2 separate regions of the Astyanax mexicanus genome follow, and region 2 is linked to region 1. Evidence: chromatin contacts called from public Hi-C data. All regions are on one chromosome and are shown on one strand. Each heading gives the region's core, a stretch centred on a gene start, on an enhancer-like site or on the middle of the called end of the contact. The rest is flanking DNA. Distances are from core to core; before and after follow the strand shown. Region 1 holds the start of lpgat1 (lysophosphatidylglycerol acyltransferase 1). Region 2 overlaps lpgat1 (lysophosphatidylglycerol acyltransferase 1).

Region 1 (5,422 bases), core at 1,586-4,085:
ACAATGTTGATTTAACTCAAACATATACCTATAAATAGCAAAATCAGAGAAACTGATTCAGAAACTGAAGTGGTCTCTCCTTTTTTCTAGAGCTGTATGTTTAAACCACAGCCAAACCATCAAACTCCAACAAAACGTAGCCGGTGCTGGTCAAGAACCAAACTTTTAATATTTGCCATCAGATTTAGCATCTTCAACAGATTTAAGCTAACGGTTTAGGTGAGCTTAATGAAGGAAGCTAGTTAGCTAACTAGCTAACCTAACCTACATATAACCGTTCACATAGCCAGCAAACATGCCTAACATTTAGACAGTCTGTATATATTGTACATTTTATTATTTTAAAGACATTAATGCAGTATGTCATCCAGTTAGTTAAGTTAACCTAACTAACTAACCTAGCTAAGCTAGAAACCTTTGAAAGAAGGCGTTATTTGGAGCGCAAACGTTAGGTTAGCCTGACATGCTAACGATAACGTAGCCTCTACGTGAATGATAAGAGTCTGATACAGCCCCTGGGCTAGCTAGCTAGCTAGCAGGTTAATGTTATGATTAAACGTAGGATTATCGATTTAAACTTATTATGACTTTACCAGACACATTATTTAGCTTTTAATCCGCAAAATGTAGCCTTTGTAGGTGAGAACACGAAGTGACACGGGCTGTCCCTTGAAAAACACAATCTTTACAGCTAGCCGAGCAGAAGAAGTTAAACAGTTGTGTTAGCCAGACTCAGCTAACTGCTACCGTTAGCCAAACAGATAAGGGGGTCTGTCTGCTCGGTGTTTAAGACTTAAAAGTGGGAGATTAGATAGTAAAACTTGGAGCCAACATTTACTGGAATTCACCACATTGCTATGTTAGGTAAGGTAAGTTAAGGTTAGCTAACCTCGCTAACTAGTTAGTTAAACAGGGGCTTTCAGTAGTGACCCCCTGTTCCGTCGGGTTACGCTACCCATCGATATGTGCTTCCTAAAGGCACTGCGCATGCGCTGACCTACAGTTATTAATTATTTTTCCAGATTTTTTTTTTTAAATACATTTTTCTTTCTGTTTTGTGCATATGACAACATGGCCTTATTGTCATTGCACAAACGTGCAAATGAAAATTAATATTAATAATAATAAATACAACAATTATTGTTAAAAACAAAATACAAAAGTAGTTCGTAATGACCTCTCACTGCCACAACAACAAACTGTACAATGATACAGTGACTTGTGCTCTCCAAAGATTTACACAGACGTCCTCTGAGAACTTGCTCTAATATGATCCTTCTTTTGCAATTCTGAAGTTAAATATACTACTAGGGTAGCACGGTTTGACAAGGTAGCACAACTCGACACAACACCCCTACTAACACCCCCACCCACTCACCCCATGTCCTACACATTGAGGTCTAGGGAACACATGCCTCAGTCAACCAACCCAGACTAAACTCTAGTTATATAGCTGATTCCCCTCAAACCGTTTGTGAGGTTAAAATATGGAGGAACAAAAAGTACCACGCAGTACTAGGTGCAAAATTGCTCAAGCACCAAAGAAAATATAGCTAAAGACAGTGCACACATATAGAGAGAGAGTGAGTGAATGAGTGTGTGAGAGAGTTAAGACTGGCGAGGACACATCGTTTAACCTCCAAATTAAGCTTAAAATGAACTAAGAAAGCTGCCAGCCCAGCTCAAGGTGACAGATGGTGATGATGATGGCAATTAACCTACAACAACTCAGGCTGCGTCCAAATCCCACACAGCTACATAGGTTAGCTAGCTTAGCTAGTTACCACTAACGTTATATCTAGTACACATACAGATCAATGGCGTTCCTAATGGAGGTGTGTTTCCCTGTGTGTTTTGGGCAATAACGTAACCTAAACAGCGTATAGCGGTTTAGGACGCAGCCCGCCCTCTCGAGTCTCGTTTGCCACAAACACACGTGTTTACGAAACACAGAAGTCAAAGGTGATCACAAATATGTGAATAATGTATAAAAAATATTTTAGACGTGCTATTGTAGCTAGCTTTCTAACTGGGTTAGTGATAGAGGAGTGCTAACCAAGATGAAGTTGTCTCCTTTCTCGATTCATCCGTTCCACCTTAAATGGTGCAGCAGTTATACTCGGACGCCATGGGCGCCCGAGTGTATCTGCTGCACCATTTAAGGTGGAACGGATGAATCAAAGAAGGAAACAACTTCAAGCTCATGAAGTGCTGCCATTTGCGGCTCTCACCGTGCAATATGCCGGACGACGAAGAGCAGCCAGCCGGGGGAAGAGCTGGCAGGCAGGCGGGCAGACAGGCGGGCCCGATGTCAAAGTCACATGGAGATCAGGATGAATCCAAAAGCCCTAAATCATGATCATGATCTCCGCGCCGCTCTGAGATGATGCATTGGCTGGGAGCGAAGTTACAGCAACATGATGCTGCTATGAATAATAACAATGCCAGTTATTCAGACTAGCTATTACTATTACTGATATACAGCCAGCGATACCAGTAGTTAATTCAGCGGATGATCATCAGCAGGAACTGTACAGCCGCTAAACCCCGCGTTTGGCCTCGAAGTTGATGGTGGTTATGGAGCTGCTGCTGCTGCTGCTGCTGGAGGAGGAGGATCCGATCCGCTGGTGGAAACTCGTAACGGTACTCCAGTAGGAAGAGAAGAAGATGATGGAAAGAAATAGATCAGAAAAATCCCCAGAAAGACGAGTCCGCGGGGAGGGTGGAGTGCAGGAGGCTGGCTGGGTAGGCTGGGCGAGTAGGCTGCTGGTCCCGGGCCGTGTGGAGGAGCTGCTGGCTGGGCTTTCAGTGCAGCGAGAGCCGGAGCTCAGCGGAAAGACACCGCGCAGCTTCCGCGCTCAGGCAGCCGAGCAGCGCCACCAACCGGCCCGCGCTGACCGGGACACACCGGCCCGGGTGTTAAAGGGCCCGTGTCAGGGTTAGTCACGAACAGAGAAAGGGCACATATAGTACTTTATTTATTTATTTGTTTGTAATACCTGTACACAGCATGCATCTTTAACTGCAATACCTTGTAACTAGCTTTTAACAGAAAAAATACCTCGATAACTATATATTTTACCATAAAATATTATTAAATTATTAAATCCTTTTTAAAATCCTTAAAAAATACCTGGATAACCATATATTTTACCATAAAATATTATTAAATCATTTTTAAAATCCTTAAAAAATACATGGATAACTATATATTTTACCAGAAAATATTATTAAATTATTAAATCCTTTTTAAAATCCTTAAAAAATACCTGGATAACTATACATTTTACCATAAAATATTATTAAATTATTAAATCCTTTTTAAAATCCTTAAAAAATACCTGGATAACTATACATTTTACCATAAAATATTATTAAATTATTAAATCCTTTTTAAAATCCTTAAAAAACCTGGATACCTATACATTTTACCATAAAATATTATTAAATTATTAAATCCTTTTTAAAATCCTTAAAAAAACTGGATAAATATACATTAAATATACATTCTAATTATTAAATTCTTTTTAAAGTCCATAATTAAAATCTTTCAGAGATGTTTATTTTTTGCATTGGTGTGTGTGACTCCAAATCATATTTATGCTTAAAAAAAAAAAAAAATATATATATATATATATATATATATATATATATATATATATATATATATATATATATATATATATATATATATATATAAATAATAAATCCATAATGTTTAGTTCATTTAAAATACACATTTTAGTTGTGTCCCTTAATTTCACTCATTCCTACAACTCACATTTGGTTCTTCAAAAGACCGAAATTAGGTTACCTCATTTGTTTTTCTGTATATTTAATCTTATTGTAACTATGATTGAGGAGGTCAAACAAATAATAACAAAAAAAAGTATTTCTTTATTAATGGCACATATGTAATGCATATCATTTAAAGCTGATGATTAAAAAACAACCATTACACAACCTTTATTTAAGTAGTTTTGTAATTCTGACCTTAAATTAATGTACATTTAAAGTTTATATGGTTTTACACTCACAATGCTTTTAGGTGAAAGGTGCCCCCTTCAAATTATATATATAATATTAGTTCATATTTTAAATGTCTACACTGCAAGAACACAATACAAGCTCTACAGATAAAATAAGATATACATATTTAATGCAAGTAAAGTTTTATACCATAACTTTGAATCAATGTTGAATCAAATGTATATATTTCCTGTAACTAGCTTTATCCAAAAAAAATCTGGATCTTTTGTGCAAAATGATCAGTTCTGTTCTGTATCTGTAAACTTGATGCAAACCTTATAAGGAAGGGACCAGGCCTTATTCCAAAAGTAGAACAAGTATTCCAATTTGATCATTCGCAGACTACTTTTTCTTTTCTCACTAAAGGCCTGAGGTCTGATGAAGACCTTTATGTCAGTTTGTGTACCAAAACAGCACTAAGAGTTCTGGCATATATATTTATAATATATTGTATATTATGAAAAGGTAATATTTCTAATTACATTAGAACACTCCATACTTGCATGCTTCCACACATCTCTTAACTCGCTTAAATCTCATCCACTTGTTTAAAGTGGCACAAACTTTGGATTTAAATCACAGTGTTACTTCACTCAGAGAATAACCTGATCAGTTTTAGTATGAACTGTACAGTGGTAATTTTGCTGCACAATGTAAAAATATGTCAGGCTACAGTAAAAAACACATCCATGTGTATGTACATTTTTAATGACATTTAAAAACATGTTTAATACTGATTAAAGTAAAATTACTAAATTGTTAACACTGTTTCACACTGCTGATATTTAATCTGTACAGTGGTGTTTATGTGCAAAGACAGCAAACATGAATTAAATTGGAATTTAGGTCTGGTGCTGTGTTGCAAGAAAAACTACATTTAAAAATGGCATTTACAGTTTTGGTAATTTGAAAGACTGGGGTGTAAAAAGTAAAAAAAAAAATGGGCCCCTGTGCTACAAGATCTTGCATGATGTTTCTCATCAGGTGTTAAATGTTACTCACCAGGTGTTAAATGTTACTCACGACTTATGCACAGGTAACCAAAACAAATGTTTAAAATGTCTTATCATTTTGGCCGGCAACAGCATCGCTGCTCTGCTTGAATGACACACACATACACGTCTCTGTACCTACTGACTTTAACGCATTGTTTTGTTAATCCTGTGGTCCGCCGAGCCTCATGTTCTCACCCACACATTCCCACCTTAATAATTTCAATTGCAGAGCAACACAGAATTGTAGACACACATGGAGGCCACGCAGAAGTAGGCAGGCATATAAACCAAAGAGATTGCCAGGTCTGTATAAAACCCTCAATGGGGATTGCTAGTTGAATACAGTTGAAACATTTCTGAAGACACTCCTATGAGATCATATAGAAGAGAAGAGGTTG
Region 2 (5,422 bases), core at 1,342-3,841, 55 kb before region 1:
CAATGTTTTTTTTTTGGGTCTTATATTTTATTTCAATTTTTTTCCCATTTTCTCCCCAATTTACACAACCAATTACCTGACCCGCTCATTAGGAATTCCCCCCCCCCATCACTGCTGATGCCCGCCTCTTTTTCAGAGATCACTGGTCATTTCATGTTGCAGGTTGATGTGATGCTTTTATACCATGTACATCAAAATAAAGTAAATGTACATTTTTTTTTCTTGATTGTAATGATTTTGCCCTCTTGTACAGCTAACACTCTGCACCACTTTTAAATAAAAGAAAGTGATTGCATTTATTATTCTATAGAAAAAATAACAACTGGATTCATATGTATATATGTATGAATCACTGTATGCATATTATTCTAGAAATAAGTTATGAAACAAAGGAAGGGCCAGCATGAACTTAAAACATAAACATAAATCAGTAAGTCATTCCCTCTCTGTAATTTGAACAAGCAAAGACCTTAATCACGGTCCTGCGAGTGATTGAATGCTCTCTGTATGACGCTAATGAAATGAATGCATGCTCTAGCGTCTGTTTACTCAATGCAGACGAATATCGGCTGTTTCCTGTAAGTGTGTTTGAAAGCACTGTAACAAATCACTGCTGTTTCCCAGCCCGACAAAAATCGCTGGCCTTTCTGCGGCAAGTGATAGAAACATGGATTAACACAGACACATACTGCAATTAATACACGCTGTTCTACTTAAAAACAAGGCTTGTCATGAAGAAAATATTTGTATGTGTGTATACTACTGCTCTGTATATACTTCACTAGAGATCACAAACTCTGCTGCTGGAGAGCTATCGGCTTGAAGGTTACACCCCCATCCCAAATCTAACAAGCTCTCCTAGTAGCAGTTATTATTAGATGATCAATTAGATGATCAGGTGGGATTGATTAGTGATAAGTGCTAAAATCTGCTGCACGGTAGCTTTCCAGGAGCAGGGCGGGAGAGCCTTGCGCTACTAAAATGCTTAGGTAATACATGGAGAATTACCAATATTGTAAATATTATAGTAATACCTTTATAGACTGCTGGGGTGTATAAAAAAAACCCCACAATGTGCCTCATAGGAACCGTATTGTTCGCACTATACGGCACCTTATGTATGAATTTTACCAGTCAGGTTGTAAGGAGCAGTAAGGCCTCTCTGCAGAAGTACAGCGTTATATTTTAGTTCTATAGTTTAGTTTTCCAGCACCGAGATTCCAAAAAGGAACAGTACTAGCATTAGCCGCTAACCGCGCTAGCTCTTTTGCTACTCTTCTGCCAGGTGATTATTATCAACCTGTAGCCTGCTTCTAGCACTACTGGAGTAGCATTAGCACTACCCGCTAAGCACTAGTTAGCTCTTTTGCCATACAGAGGTGAGTACTATTGGCTTGTAGTCTCCCCATTTCCAATATTACAACAAGCTATGTGGACAAACCGCTAGCTTTTATCGGAACACTCAGGGTTGCTCATTGTAGCGCAGTCTGGCTAGCCTAAGTGGAAATCTGGAAATTTAGGCTTACTGAAGATAAAAGGAAGCACTTTAACCACCCAAACAAACAGTACTCATGAGAGAAATGTGTGTAGATTAACATCCAAAAGTCGTTTGACTTTAAAAATAATGCACTTTATAATCTTGTGCGCCTTGTGTGTGAAATAAGACCAGAAAATTGATAGTTCGCCTTATAATCCTGTGCGCCTGTTTTTTTGGAGCATCCAATATTATATTGTCATATATGACTTAAGGTCATATCATCCAGCACTACCCAGTAGCTGGGTTCAACTTGATCAAGCTAACATAATCTGCATGAAAAATGAATGGTTGTGTACACAAAACTGCTTCTGCTAAAGTAGTTTAATAAACTTGGTAACATAAATTGGTAACAAATCTGATGACTTAAGATGGCTAAATATTGTGCAAGATAGTGTTGATATACAAAAACCTGGAGAATTGTTAAAGTGTAAATAAGTAAAGATATTTAGTAAACAGAACTTACATATGTAATTTTGTGCACATTTTAGACAGAATTCCTATTAATGTACTGAATTTTACAGACAGGAATGTAGTTAAATATATTCATTTTTTTCTCCTAATAATCAAATGAGCTAAAATAGTCAGTGTCTTTTAGAAGCTCGTAGTTCTTTTAGAATAAAGTGTTTATAGAGAGCAGAAGCTTGTGACCTTTGCTCTGACAAACTGGCATAAACTTGTAAAGTTATTCAGAAACTGACAAAGAAAATATTAACATGTATATTAATAAGAATAATAGATTTTTCCCGAGACTACTGCCAGTAATGTTAAAATCTGGCCTAAAGCTTATTTTTGAATGTTGTCTGACTGCAGAGCTAAGCACACATCTGGAGACCACCGTTAGTCCTGATTTAAACCCACAGCCCACTGTAGCTGTGTGTATTCAGCACAGTGTCTTCCAGCAGATGTCCCCATTGAGTCGGCTCTGACACACAAACACACACACACACACACACACACACCCCCTGAAATCACCTTCAAACAAGCCTAGAGGTTACTCGCTCTCCTCTGAAGAACAAACCCAGCGCTCACACACGTCCACACACACCAACGCAATAATGACACAAGCTCCACTTAACAGGACACAGGCCAGCTCATCCACCGCAGCATCACAGAGACAGACTGCCATCATCCACACTGCAGTGGAAACACAGCGATTTAGGGGGCAATATGGCAAAGATCTTACGTCACAATATTTAAATCAGGGGTGTGGAAATACTTCCCTGCTCCTTATTATCCCCCAAAATACCCCTCCAACCCAAACAACAATAAATCAATAAATCAAATAAATTAAAACAAACAGATGTTTATAAGCTCTAAAAAATAGGAGGTCTATGTGGGCAACATTTTTTATATTTCACACTCACCCACTTTAACCATGTGTCACTCCTGTCTGCTCCAATCTGTAAAACCTTCGGACACCCCTGCCAACACACGGCTGCTACATTCAAGAGCCCTCAGATCAGCCAGCAGAAGTTTTCCAACTGTTCCTATAACGGCCCTAATCTTCACAACTCCCTTCCTGATGATCTGAGGGCTCTCTGCATTCTCTACACATTTTAGATTAGGGTTAAGACTGATCTGTTCTGTCTGGCTTTTAATTAATCAGATTTGTGATGTTTTACTGCTTAAATATTCACTATTTTACTTTTATTTCATTTTGATATAATCTGCATTTTCGTAATGTACACCTTGATCAAAATATAAAGAAAATATCAAATACTGAATCCTGTTCCGTGATTTGAATTGTGGATTTAGAACACTGTTCAAATGTTTACTATTTTATTCATTTTATTTGTATATTTAATTTGCTTTATTTCAGCTATATTTGAACTTAATTTATTCTCATATAATGAGAATATCAAACAGTAAACCCTGTATGCTGAATAGAATTGAACTGTAGACTAGGAGTATGCCATATCGTAACTTACACAATAATATCACTAACATTTTTCAATGATATTCTGGATAACTGACTTCTGTTACAAATCTGAAAAAATTCTCGTATTTTTTAATATCTCAGTTAGGGGTGTGCCATATCATACTGAATGCTGTAATATAATTTAATATTCATTTTGTTGCAGTAGTGTATTCTTGAATTTTTTTTCTTCTAATTGTGTTTTGTCATACTGCCAAGAGTATTGTTATTTTGAAAATATCATGAAATATCGCGATATTATTTTAGGGTCAAATTGCCTACCCCTACAGTAGACTTAGTGTATCATTTAATTGGTAACTATTTTACTTTTTGTGCAATTTTTATATTTAAATTTGCTCTATTTTAGTTCTGTTTGCACTTACATGCCATGAGATTTCTGGTATCCTGAATTCATTTTGTGGGTTGTGTGAAATATTTAAATGGTTGGTATTTTAGTTTCATGCCTTTTCAACATTTTAATTTGTTCTGTTTCAGCCCTATTTGCACTTTTGTAATTTCAAAATATGATAGCAATATCAAATTATGAACCCTGCATACTAAATTAAATCGAATCATGGACTGAGTGTATTGTTACACTCCTAATAACTTACTGATACATCAGTATACTGTACAGCCCTAGGCCAGCTAGCTGCACATGTCAAAGTTTAAGGCCTCCTAATGCCTCTCTAATTAAGTATTAATAGAATGCATATGAGCATAAACAGCCACATCCCTCCTGTTCCATGACATGAAGATGCCCAACATGCACTTGAGCAGTTAATGTGAAAGCTGAGGCAGATTCTGGCATCCACTGCAGTACTAATGGAATGCTTCTATAATGGGCTGCAGAAATATGGAAATTCAGGAAGAAGATGGAGAGTTAATGGATGGAGAGAGGTCCAGTGAACAACAGATAAGCAAGATGGAAATTAACATCAATGGGAGAAGACCAGACACAAGGACAACCGAAACTCATCTTCAGCTTAAAGTAGGGCTGGACAAAAACACTGTAACTTACACATGTAACAGCCACCCTCAACCTATAATGGACTTGTAACCTTTTCTTACTACATCTCCTCTGATGTTAGGCACTAATCATATATATTTATTTGAACGATTATCAGTAACTCAAGGCCCAAAAACTCCTTGAACATCTCCTGCACAATTTTCCACACCTGTCTGGACTCATTTAGGTGGAGAAGGCAATATAACAGGTTTGTTTTCACGCTGAGAATTTCTTATGAACTGTGTATCAATTGCACTGTTCATCCTTTTTTATGTGCTAAATGGTAAATAACAGGTTTAATACTAACAGATGATTCACACATTACTTCCTCAATAAATGGATGGCCATTGCAGACAGGCTCATACCTTTATTATCATTATGATCCTCTGGTAGATAATTAACAGTTGGTTATTGGTGTTTATTATATGTGGCATGTTCTCATGCAATAACCTCCAAACAATAAGCTATTTGTAATATTTATGACAAGATTTTTTGTGGCAATCAAAGTGCAAGAGCTCATGACTGTTTCCTGTCTTTTCTCACTATTATAAACGTAAGGCAGTGAGTTAAGTTAATAAGTTATTGAATTTGGTTTGTTTTGCACAATGAAAAGACGAAGTGGGTCACAACAAGTGTGTCACATGTGAGAACATTCTCTCTGTTTATTGGTCAAAGCTGTTTGGGGTGGGAGCAAGAAAGTATATACAGAAAGAAGGTCCTGTGTTCTGGACTAGTGTATATTTCTGAAGTTTAGCATGGAGCAACAGCAGAGATGGCATTTGCTGTACTTATTTTCTGGGTAATAAATCAGGTTAAACTGCACCTGATGAGTTGTTTAGCTCACACTTGTGGAGTATAGTTGAGAGTTGGGATAAATCACAGCAAGACCGAATCACGATTTCAGCACAAACAAACCACTCTAGATTTTGCTTGAGACCGGACCAAGACCACCTCTTTTGGCAGG

The links. Hi-C and Micro-C count contacts between places; a contact is called where the count stands out from the background.
Region 2: a contact with region 1 is called in a Hi-C map of muscle, with 12 times the contacts expected there. The contact joins the enhancer-like site here to the promoter of lpgat1 in region 1. A contact is called at or near these places in 3 of 3 Hi-C or Micro-C datasets (blood and muscle).

The regions. Positions count from the first base shown.
Region 1 is chr1:86,025,706-86,031,127 of AstMex3_surface, reverse strand. lpgat1 (lysophosphatidylglycerol acyltransferase 1) reads right to left here and starts at 2,835. Exons shown (of 8, transcript XM_049485057.1): 1 at 2,232-2,835.
Region 2 is chr1:86,080,255-86,085,676 of AstMex3_surface, reverse strand. All of the region lies in intron 6 of lpgat1 (lysophosphatidylglycerol acyltransferase 1), which reads right to left. Among protein-coding and RNA genes, the nearest start is that of nek2, 12 kb to the left of the region's middle. Within about 2 kb of position 2,591, the one cell type or tissue checked has an H3K27ac peak away from gene starts, as active enhancers do.